Regions from separate parts of the Mus musculus genome. Here region 1 is linked to region 2. Evidence: chromatin contacts called from public promoter capture Hi-C data. All regions are on one chromosome and are shown on one strand. Each heading gives the region's core, a stretch centred on a gene start, on an enhancer-like site or on the middle of the called end of the contact. The rest is flanking DNA. Distances are from core to core; before and after follow the strand shown.

Region 1 (4,261 bases), core at 969-3,468, 2.0 Mb after region 2:
GCAGAAAGATGAGGGCTGCTAACACCGCAGAGAATGACGTTTGCTTGTCTGTTCATGCAGAGTGGGTGCTGCTTCAGTAGCTTTTCAGTTAATTACTGCATATTGGCAGTACAAGAAGTAGATTATCACCTGACTGCTTATTCTTTTGCCATTATGTGCTTTTGAAATATCCAGAAAAGATACCTGCAAGTTTTTATGTATTTTATGTCTTTTTTGGTAGTGGTATATTATGTTTTGATTTAGAAGTCATTTTAAATATAGATGTTTGATTGTCCCATTAGATAGACTATTTACTACAGTTCCTGAATATTGTATCCCTCTGTTTCCTTTATTTATTGCCACAGTAGGCTACTTCCTGGTTCTTTTCCCTAATTTTAAGACTGTGAGCCTCTCTACAGTGTGGCTTCATCTGTGAGAAATGTGCCGATATCCCTGCTGGCACAGCACAGAGAATGGTGCGCTGGAGTCGTCTTAAGCTGGTTCATGAGAGATGTGGGTTACAGTCGGTTATTAAACATAGCTACTGTTATAGTTTATATTGTACAGGTTTAGAGTTAAGCTAAAGTAAAAACCAAAGTTAATGAGTACTCCAGAGTCCTTACCTCCAGTTGGTTTCCTGTCCCGGTCATCTATTCTCTGAGGTAATGTTATTTGCATCATGTGTCAATAGTGATAACACTGTGTAATAATGTGCCATTGCATTTTTCTGGACAGTGTCACCTGTCCAGTAATACTGTGCCAATAATTTGAAGTCAGTCATGAGGGAGTATTTATGTTTAAGAAATCAGGTCTTGGCTTGTAATTTTGTTGGCTGTGTAGTCAAGAGTGAGTTATGTTTTAGGTTTTATGGACTGGAGTCTGTTGCATATTCTTTTTCTGTGTGTAGTAAGCCTTTTAAAATGCAAGAAACATTTTTAGTTCAGGAGCAACGTAAAAGCATCTGTTCTTGAGATTCTTGGTCTCGAGTTAAGAAAGGAACACTAAAGACGTTAGTAATGTTGATCAAATTTATCAGTGCATCATGCAAGTGGCAGAAGCTTGACTAAGCAAGCATCCTGATACACTTCACGTTTCATCGAAGCCCTTTGTCCCACTAAGGAGACAGTGAAGCTCTGACATGGGCCTTCACTTTCTCACCTCGCTGTATTCGGAAGGAGGCAGAAACAGCTGTGCTTGTTACCCTGGCTGCTCTCCTGGCTGAGTCCAGTGGAACTCAGTGTTTATTCCTATCTGGGACGATACCTTTGCTTGGCATCCTTGTAGGGCAGGACTGGTCGGTTCTGTTTGCTTACTGGTTGCTTGTTAGTTCTGGGGAACTAAACCCGCTGCCTCATTAAGGCTTGCTTCAGAAGTGCTGAGTCACTGAGCTTACAAGGCGTTCCCAGTTTGTCCAGGCAGGTCTTGAACTTGTGCACTGGCTCTCAGCAGGGTTGTGATACGTTAGAGAGCACAAACTTAGCTTTGTAGTAGACACTCAGCAAGTAGTGCTTGGAACTCCAGACAGCTTCTTGCTGGCCTCTGCTCCATCCTGCTGCCTTAGTTCCAGAGTTACAGGTGTGCCACCACGTCTGGCTTTCTACTGGTGGGTAGCAGATTTGTAAATATTTTAAAGACTGTTCTATGAGTTAGCTCTATTTTCTTGTTGACACATCTAATGAGAGAATAGTCATAAGAAGCAAAAGACCAGGTTTCTAGTCCAGCTGTGTGCCTAAGCTACATGGTCTAAAAGTAGGTTAATTTTTAAAGTCTCTATCTCCTGGAATCTGGAAAATAGGCAAAGTTACAGTAATTTCAAGAACTCTGTCAAGTCTGTAATTTTATTCAATTCTTGGCAATATCTTGAATTACTTTCCTTATAGAATTTTTCATACTTTGAAAATGTGGAGAGATGTCTTTTCCTGCCTCTCTCTCCCTAGTGCTTGTGCCACAGTGCTGATACCATAGTTTGCTCTGTATTGCTATGAGAAACACCATGATCAAAAGCAATTTGTTGAGAGGGTATTTTTTTCTTTTTCTTTTGTTCTTGTTTTTTGACTTAAACATTCCTGTCACAGTCCATCATTGAAGGGGAAACGAAGGGAGGAAAAACAAGGGAGGAACCTGGAGACAGCAACTGAAGCAGAGACCATGGCAGACGCTGCTTCCTTCCTTGCTACACATGGCTTGCTCAGCTTGCTTTCTCATACAGCTGAGGGCCGCCTGGAATGGTACCATCCACAGTCGGTTGGGTCCTCACATAGCAATTATTAACCAAAAAAGGTCAACACATGTTTTGCCTACAGAGCAGTCTGCTAGAGTCATTTTCTCAACTGACTTTCCCAGGTGACTCTAACTTGAGTCAAGTTGGCAAAAAACTAATCAGTACAGTTAACCCCTTGTCACCTTGACAGACACATCATTATTAAACCCTAACCTTTCCTTTAGTGTTTTCCCCAAGAAAGCATACTAATATAACTATTATGTAACTCTAAAACATAATATATCTTTAAAAGTTCCATAGTTTTAAAAACTATTCAAACACCTTTTAAAAATTCAGTCTTTAAAGTATCTTAAAACTCCAAAGTCTCTCAATTTGAGCTTCTGTAAAAAAATTTTTTTTTAAGTTAAACAGTTCTTGTCCCAAGAGGGAAAAGGCATGGCACAGTTCCAATAAGATCAGAGGAAATCCATCCTCTAACAGTGTAAATCAAAGCTCATAGCTAAATGTTCAGCCTCTGGGACTCATTCACTCTCAGTCCTTGGGCTCCCATGGTCGCCAGTGGCTCCACCTTTCCTTTGGTGCAGTCCACAGCATAAGCAGCTAATGTCACAGGCTCAGGTTGATACTGTTCCACACATGCCATCCTTAGTGGTTTTCCCGCAGTGCTGGACTGTCCAGTATTTCGGAGTCTCCACTGTAACTTGGCTGTACAGTCAGCAGGGCATCAGCTAGCTGCTCTTCAGGGACTCACATTGTGCCGAGCCTCAGCATCTCTGCAGGAGTCCTTCAATCCTGGGGTCTACACCACAGCTGAGGGGACACATCCACCAGTGGGCTCTCCTGGCCTCTTAGAGTGCCAAGCCTCAGCTACGCCTTCAATCCTGCAGCTTTCATGCTGCCCAAACCAGTAACACATGGGAGACGTTTACACATCACCGAGACTGGGTGCCAGCTTGAGACGAAGCTTTGGCTCCCTCTGGTCCACAGCTTATTGTGGTGACCCTGAGGAAATGCTTCCCAGAAGATCTCACCTCAGTGGAGCTGAGGTCTCTTCATAGTCACAGCTGCCTTTCACTCTCAGCTGACCAGAAGCCACAGACTGTCCATCAGAGTCTAAGAGAAGCCTGATAGAGTGTCTGCTTCCTTCCGGCCCTGCATGAGCCAGGCCTCCACCATCTGTGTTGCTCCCAGCATCTTACCTCCAGCATGTTTCCACTGAGCAGCCTGTTAAGCTGCCAGCACTAATGGCACTTCCAGCTCAAAAGTTTCAAGCATTGCTACAATCTTTTCCCAAAACAACACAGTCAGGTCTGTCACAACAGTAGCCCACAATGCTGGTGCTGATTTTTCTATTAGTTTGCTTTCTATTGCTGTAAGGAACAACATAATCAACTTGGGGAGAAACCCCTTGGCTTACACATCTTTGTCACAGTACGTCTTTGAGGGAAACTTGGGCAGGAACTCAAGCAGGGCAGGAACCTGGAGCCAGGAACTGAGGCAGAGACCATGGAGAGGAACCTTACTTACTGGCTTGCTCAGCCTGCTTTCTTATACAAATAAGGACCCATAATAGCTGGGTTCTTTCATGTCAATCATTAATGGAGAAAATTCCCACAAGCTTGCCTGTAGGCAGTCTGATGGTGTCGTTTTCTCAGTTGACTTTTCCTTCTTCTCAGATGACTCTAGCTTGTGTCAGGTTGACCCAAAACAACCAGCACAGCTGGCCTGAGATTTATCTTTCTGGTAAGGCATTTATGTTCTGATCTGGTAACTGCTTACATGCCTGTGGATCTCGAGCATAGACGACTTTCAACACTGTGATTTGTGTTTGTTGATATCTCTATTTTACTTGTAATGATAATGAAGTGTACTGTTTAGTAAGATCTGACCTTTAAAGGTAAACAGTGCCTCCTTTTCTGATATAGATATTGTTCATGAAAATCTGAAGATGGGATCAGATGGTGAGAGTGACCAAGCTTCTGGGACATCATCTGATGAAGTCCAGTCACCTACAGGTGTTTGCCTCAGAAATCGTATACATAGACGGATCTCAATGGAGGT
Region 2 (4,115 bases), core at 97-2,596:
CATTTACTTGAGAGTATGTGCTAGGCGGTGGGTGGCACACATTTTTGATCACAGGACTTGGGAAGCAGACGCAGATAGATCTCTGTGAGTTTGAGGCCAGCCTGGTCTACAGAGTGAGTTAGAGGACAGCCAAAGCTATACAAAGAGAAACCCTGTCTCAAAAACAAACAAACAAACAAACAAACAAAGAAACAAAAAACAACCAATCAAAACACACATACATACACAGAGAGAGAGAGAAAGAGAGGGAGAGGGAGAGAGAGGGAGAGGGACAGAGGGATAGAGGGAGAGAGGGAGTGAGGAGAGAGAGAGAGAATGTGTGTGGTGCTTCATGCCTTTAATCTCAGCAGTCAGGAAATAGAGGCTAGTGGATCTCTGAGTTTGAAGCCAGCCTGATCTACATATTGAGTTCCAGGACAGCCAGAGCTACACAGTGAAACCCTGTCTCAGGGAAGGGAATGGTGGCACATTTTTACATGCTTGTAATTTTCACACTTGGAAGGCTGTGAGTTCAAGGCCAGCCTAGGCTACATAGCCAGTATCAAGAGACTCAAGCAATCTGGAGGGATAGCTCAGTGGGTCTCCTTGCAGAACTAACAAGGGTGGAAGAAGAGATCTGACTCCACTGCTGTTCTCTGACCTCTCTGTGCCCTCCACAGCAGGCATATGCATACATAACAACAATAAATAAATAAATAAATAAATAAATAAATAAATAAAGGTTCAGCAATTAAGAACAACCTGCTGCTCTTTCAGAGGGCTGGAGTTCAGTTCCCAGCATCTGTATCTGGCAGCTTACAACTGCCTGCTACTCCAATTTCCAGGAACCTGGTATCCTCTTCTGATCTCTGTAGGTAAGTACTCACACACACAAATCCACAGACACACAGTTTTAAAAACTAAAAAAAAAAAAAAAATTATCTATATAGATATAATTTTGAAAAGTTGGTAGGCATTCTCCTATGAAATGAGCCAATTCAAGCCAAATTAAAGTATAAAGACGGGTTCACTGGGGGCAGCAAGTTCACCGACCACGCAAGAGGGTATCAGTGGAGTCAACATGCAGGAGAAGAGAAAGAGAGAAAGCACACAAGGTGGGGGGGCGGGGAGGGGGGGAGGCAGGCAGAGGGGAGGGAATGCAGTCCCTGGGCTGGGAAGTTCAGGGTAGAGGGTGGGTGGGTACATCAGCCAGCTGTGTCCTGTAACAGGTGGGGACTAAGGGATGCTGGGAGAACCTGGAGGCCAGGTCCGATTTGGTATGTTAAATATGCACCGTGGTTGCCTGTCCCTGTCTGAAACCCAACATTAGTCACTTGCTGTCACCTTGACCTTTTATCTGAGCAAATCCGTGTAGGACTTGAAAGGTTCATGTTGCCTCACACTTTCAGAGCTTTCTCTCTGAAGAGCTGGCTCCATCTCTGTTTGGCCAGTGACAAGGCAGAAACATTATCACAGAAAGGCATGGTGGAGGAAAACTCTCACCTCATGGCAGCCAAAAAGCAGAGAGACAGGAAACCAGCAGGGACAACATATACCCATCGGGGGCTGGAGAAAGCTCAGCGGCTAAGAGTTTTTGTAGAGCCTGGGCTCATCCCCTAGCACCCACACAGAAGCTTACAACCGTTCTTAACCGCAGTTCCAGGGCACCCTCTTCTGATTTCTGAGGACACCAGGAACAAGTGTCATTACAAGTCTACATGCAAGCAAAACATTCTAATACATAAAATAAATGTAAAGAACAACAAATCTCCTATACATCCATCTGCTAGGCCCTACGACCTACTAACCCATTCAGTCTGAAGTGAACTATGGGCTAACCCCACCGATGGAGTTAGTGCTTTCAATGGGATCAGCAGCTGTGGACCGAGCTTCCAACATACGGGCCTTGGGGACACGTCACATCAGGACCAAGTACTAGATTAGTACTGACCATAACCTTCGTAGTTCTTCCACTGAGGGAGAGGGAGCACCAAGATGGCAGGGCAGGCCCAGCTGTGGTGGCGCACGCCTCTAATCCCAGCACTCTGGAGGCAGAGGCAGGCAGATCTGTTAGTTCAAGCATGGTCTACAGAGTGAGTTCCAGGACAGCCAGGGCTACATGCCTAGAACCCTCAAGATGGAAGGGGAGAGCTGGGGAGAGGTCCACTGTCCTCTGACCTCCAATGGCACGAAATTGCTCACGCCCCTAACAAAATAAAGCAGTCCTGCTGGGCAGTGAGACACGGATGAGTTATTTTCTTCCTTTTCTATATTTTTCCAATATTTCTACTGTGTACATATATGGATTTAAATCATGAGCATTTTTCTTTTAAATTACTGTGAGAGGGCTGGTAGGGTACCTTAAGGGGTACAGGCACTGAGTGCCAAGCCTGATAGCCCAAGTTCAATCCCTGGGACTCCTGTGGTAAAAAGAGAGACCTGATTCCCACAGGCCCCTGTTCACTTTCTCCAGCACCTCCCACCCCCAAATAAACAGACATGTTAATTAAAAAGAAAACTAAATTTGTATGAGAACTGAGAGTGGTAAAGATATACCAGGAAGACCAGCAGGAGGCTGAGGCAGGCAGAGGAAAACCAACCAACCAACAAATAAAATCTAACCTCCTCCACCCACGCTGCCCCCCCCCCAAAAAAAACCCTGAAAAATTAAAGGCCCACTTAGCTAATCAGTATTCAAAGTATGTCTTCAATGTTGCACATTAAAAAAAAAAATGTTTAATCAACTCATCCAGAGAGTATCTGTTTAAAGTAATTGACTTAAAAATAATCTCAGAAGAAAGGTTATTAATTAGGTGAACATATAACCAGATTATACTGTATTAGAAGATAAATCCCTTTTTAGGATAAATAATAATAGACTTTTTTTTTTAATGAACAAGCACAATGCCAGAAAGCTAGTACATGAAAATTCAGGGGTCGGAGAGATGGCTCAGTGGTTAAGAGTGCTTGATGTTCTTCCAGAATCCATGTGAAGCATTGCACAGCCTGTTCCTTCAGATGGAGGCGTCTTGAAGCCCTCTATGTCACCAAAGGCACGCTCCCCACCATACACAAATAAATCTTACAAATAAATAAACAAACAAACAAATAAATAAATGTGACTTAAGACTCAAATATGGAAGTTTGAATTTAGTGTTTTTGAGTTTCTCTCCACGTCATCCCTATATAATAAATCAAAACTAGTTAAAATGCAGTGTTAGGCCAGGCATGGTGGTGGTGCACGCCTTTAATCCCAGCACTCGGGAGGCAGAGGCAGGCGGATTTCTGAGTTCGAGGCCAGCCTGGTCTACAAAGTGAGTTCCAGGACAGCCAGGGCTACACAGAGAAACTCTGTCTCGAAAAAGCCAAAACCCAAAAAACAAAACAAAAAAGCAGTGTTAGATTGCTCTAAATTAAAAATTATACTATCATCCAATTAGCCATTCTAAGAAACTACACAGACCCAACTTTTGTGGGGGACGGGGGGGGGGGGGGGACGGGGACGGGGACGGGACAGCTGCGACTGTTGAGTGGAAATTTTAGCAGAGGAGAATAATTGGCCAAGTGTGGCACATCCCTTTAATCCCAGCATTCTGGAGGCATAGGCAGGTAGATATGTGAGTTTGAGGCCAGCCTGGTCTACACAGAGAGTTAGTTCCAAGATAGCCAGAGCCACAGTGTGATCCTGTCTCAAACAAACAAACAAACAAGCAAGCAAGCAAGCAAACAAAAGTAGTCAGGTACATACATTGCCAAGTTAGCTTTGTCAATTCCACAAAGCCTAGAATCATCTGAGAGGAGAGTCTCACCCAGTGAGGAACTGCCTGAATCACACTAGCCTATGGAACTGGCTGGGATGAACTACCTTGGTAAGGGATTGAGGGCAGCCCAGGCCCACTGTTGGTGGTTCCATTCCCTAGGCAGGTGGTCCTGGGCTGTGTAAGAAATCTAAGCATGAACCTGAGGACTCCAGCAAGCAGCGTTTCTCTGTAGTTTTGCTTCAAGTTCCTCCCTTGAGTTCCTGCCCTGATTTTCCCCAATCACTGACTGTAAGTTGTAAGTTGAAATAAACCCTTTCCTTCCCCAAATTGCTTTCAGTCAGAGCGTTTTATTACAGCAACACAACCACAACAGAA

The links. Promoter capture Hi-C pulls out the DNA fragments that hold promoters and counts their contacts.
Region 1: a contact with region 2 is called in a promoter capture Hi-C map of liver, with 8 times the contacts expected there. The contact joins two enhancer-like sites. A contact is called at or near these places in 4 of 39 promoter capture datasets (hematopoietic stem and progenitor cells, hippocampal neurons and liver) and 9 of 115 datasets of contacts at active chromatin or transcription factors (the NIH/3T3 cell line, cardiomyocytes, embryonic forebrain and 3 more).

Annotation. Positions count from the first base shown.
Region 1 is chr10:93,212,218-93,216,478 of GRCm38.p6, forward strand. Cdk17 (cyclin-dependent kinase 17) reads left to right here. Exons shown (of 17, transcript NM_146239.2): 4 at 4,126-4,259. Among named protein-coding and RNA genes, the nearest start is that of Mir1931, 52 kb to the left of the region's middle. Within about 2 kb of position 2,219, at least 38 of the 459 cell types and tissues checked have an H3K27ac peak or open chromatin away from gene starts, as enhancers often do. A contact at or near this core is called in liver, where this site is marked.
Region 2 is chr10:91,176,110-91,180,224 of GRCm38.p6, forward strand. It overlaps a transcript of Tmpo not described here. Among named protein-coding and RNA genes, the nearest start is that of n-TWcca2, 3.3 kb to the right of the region's middle. Within about 2 kb of position 1,347, at least 21 of the 459 cell types and tissues checked have an H3K27ac peak or open chromatin away from gene starts, as enhancers often do. A contact at or near this core is called in liver, where this site is marked.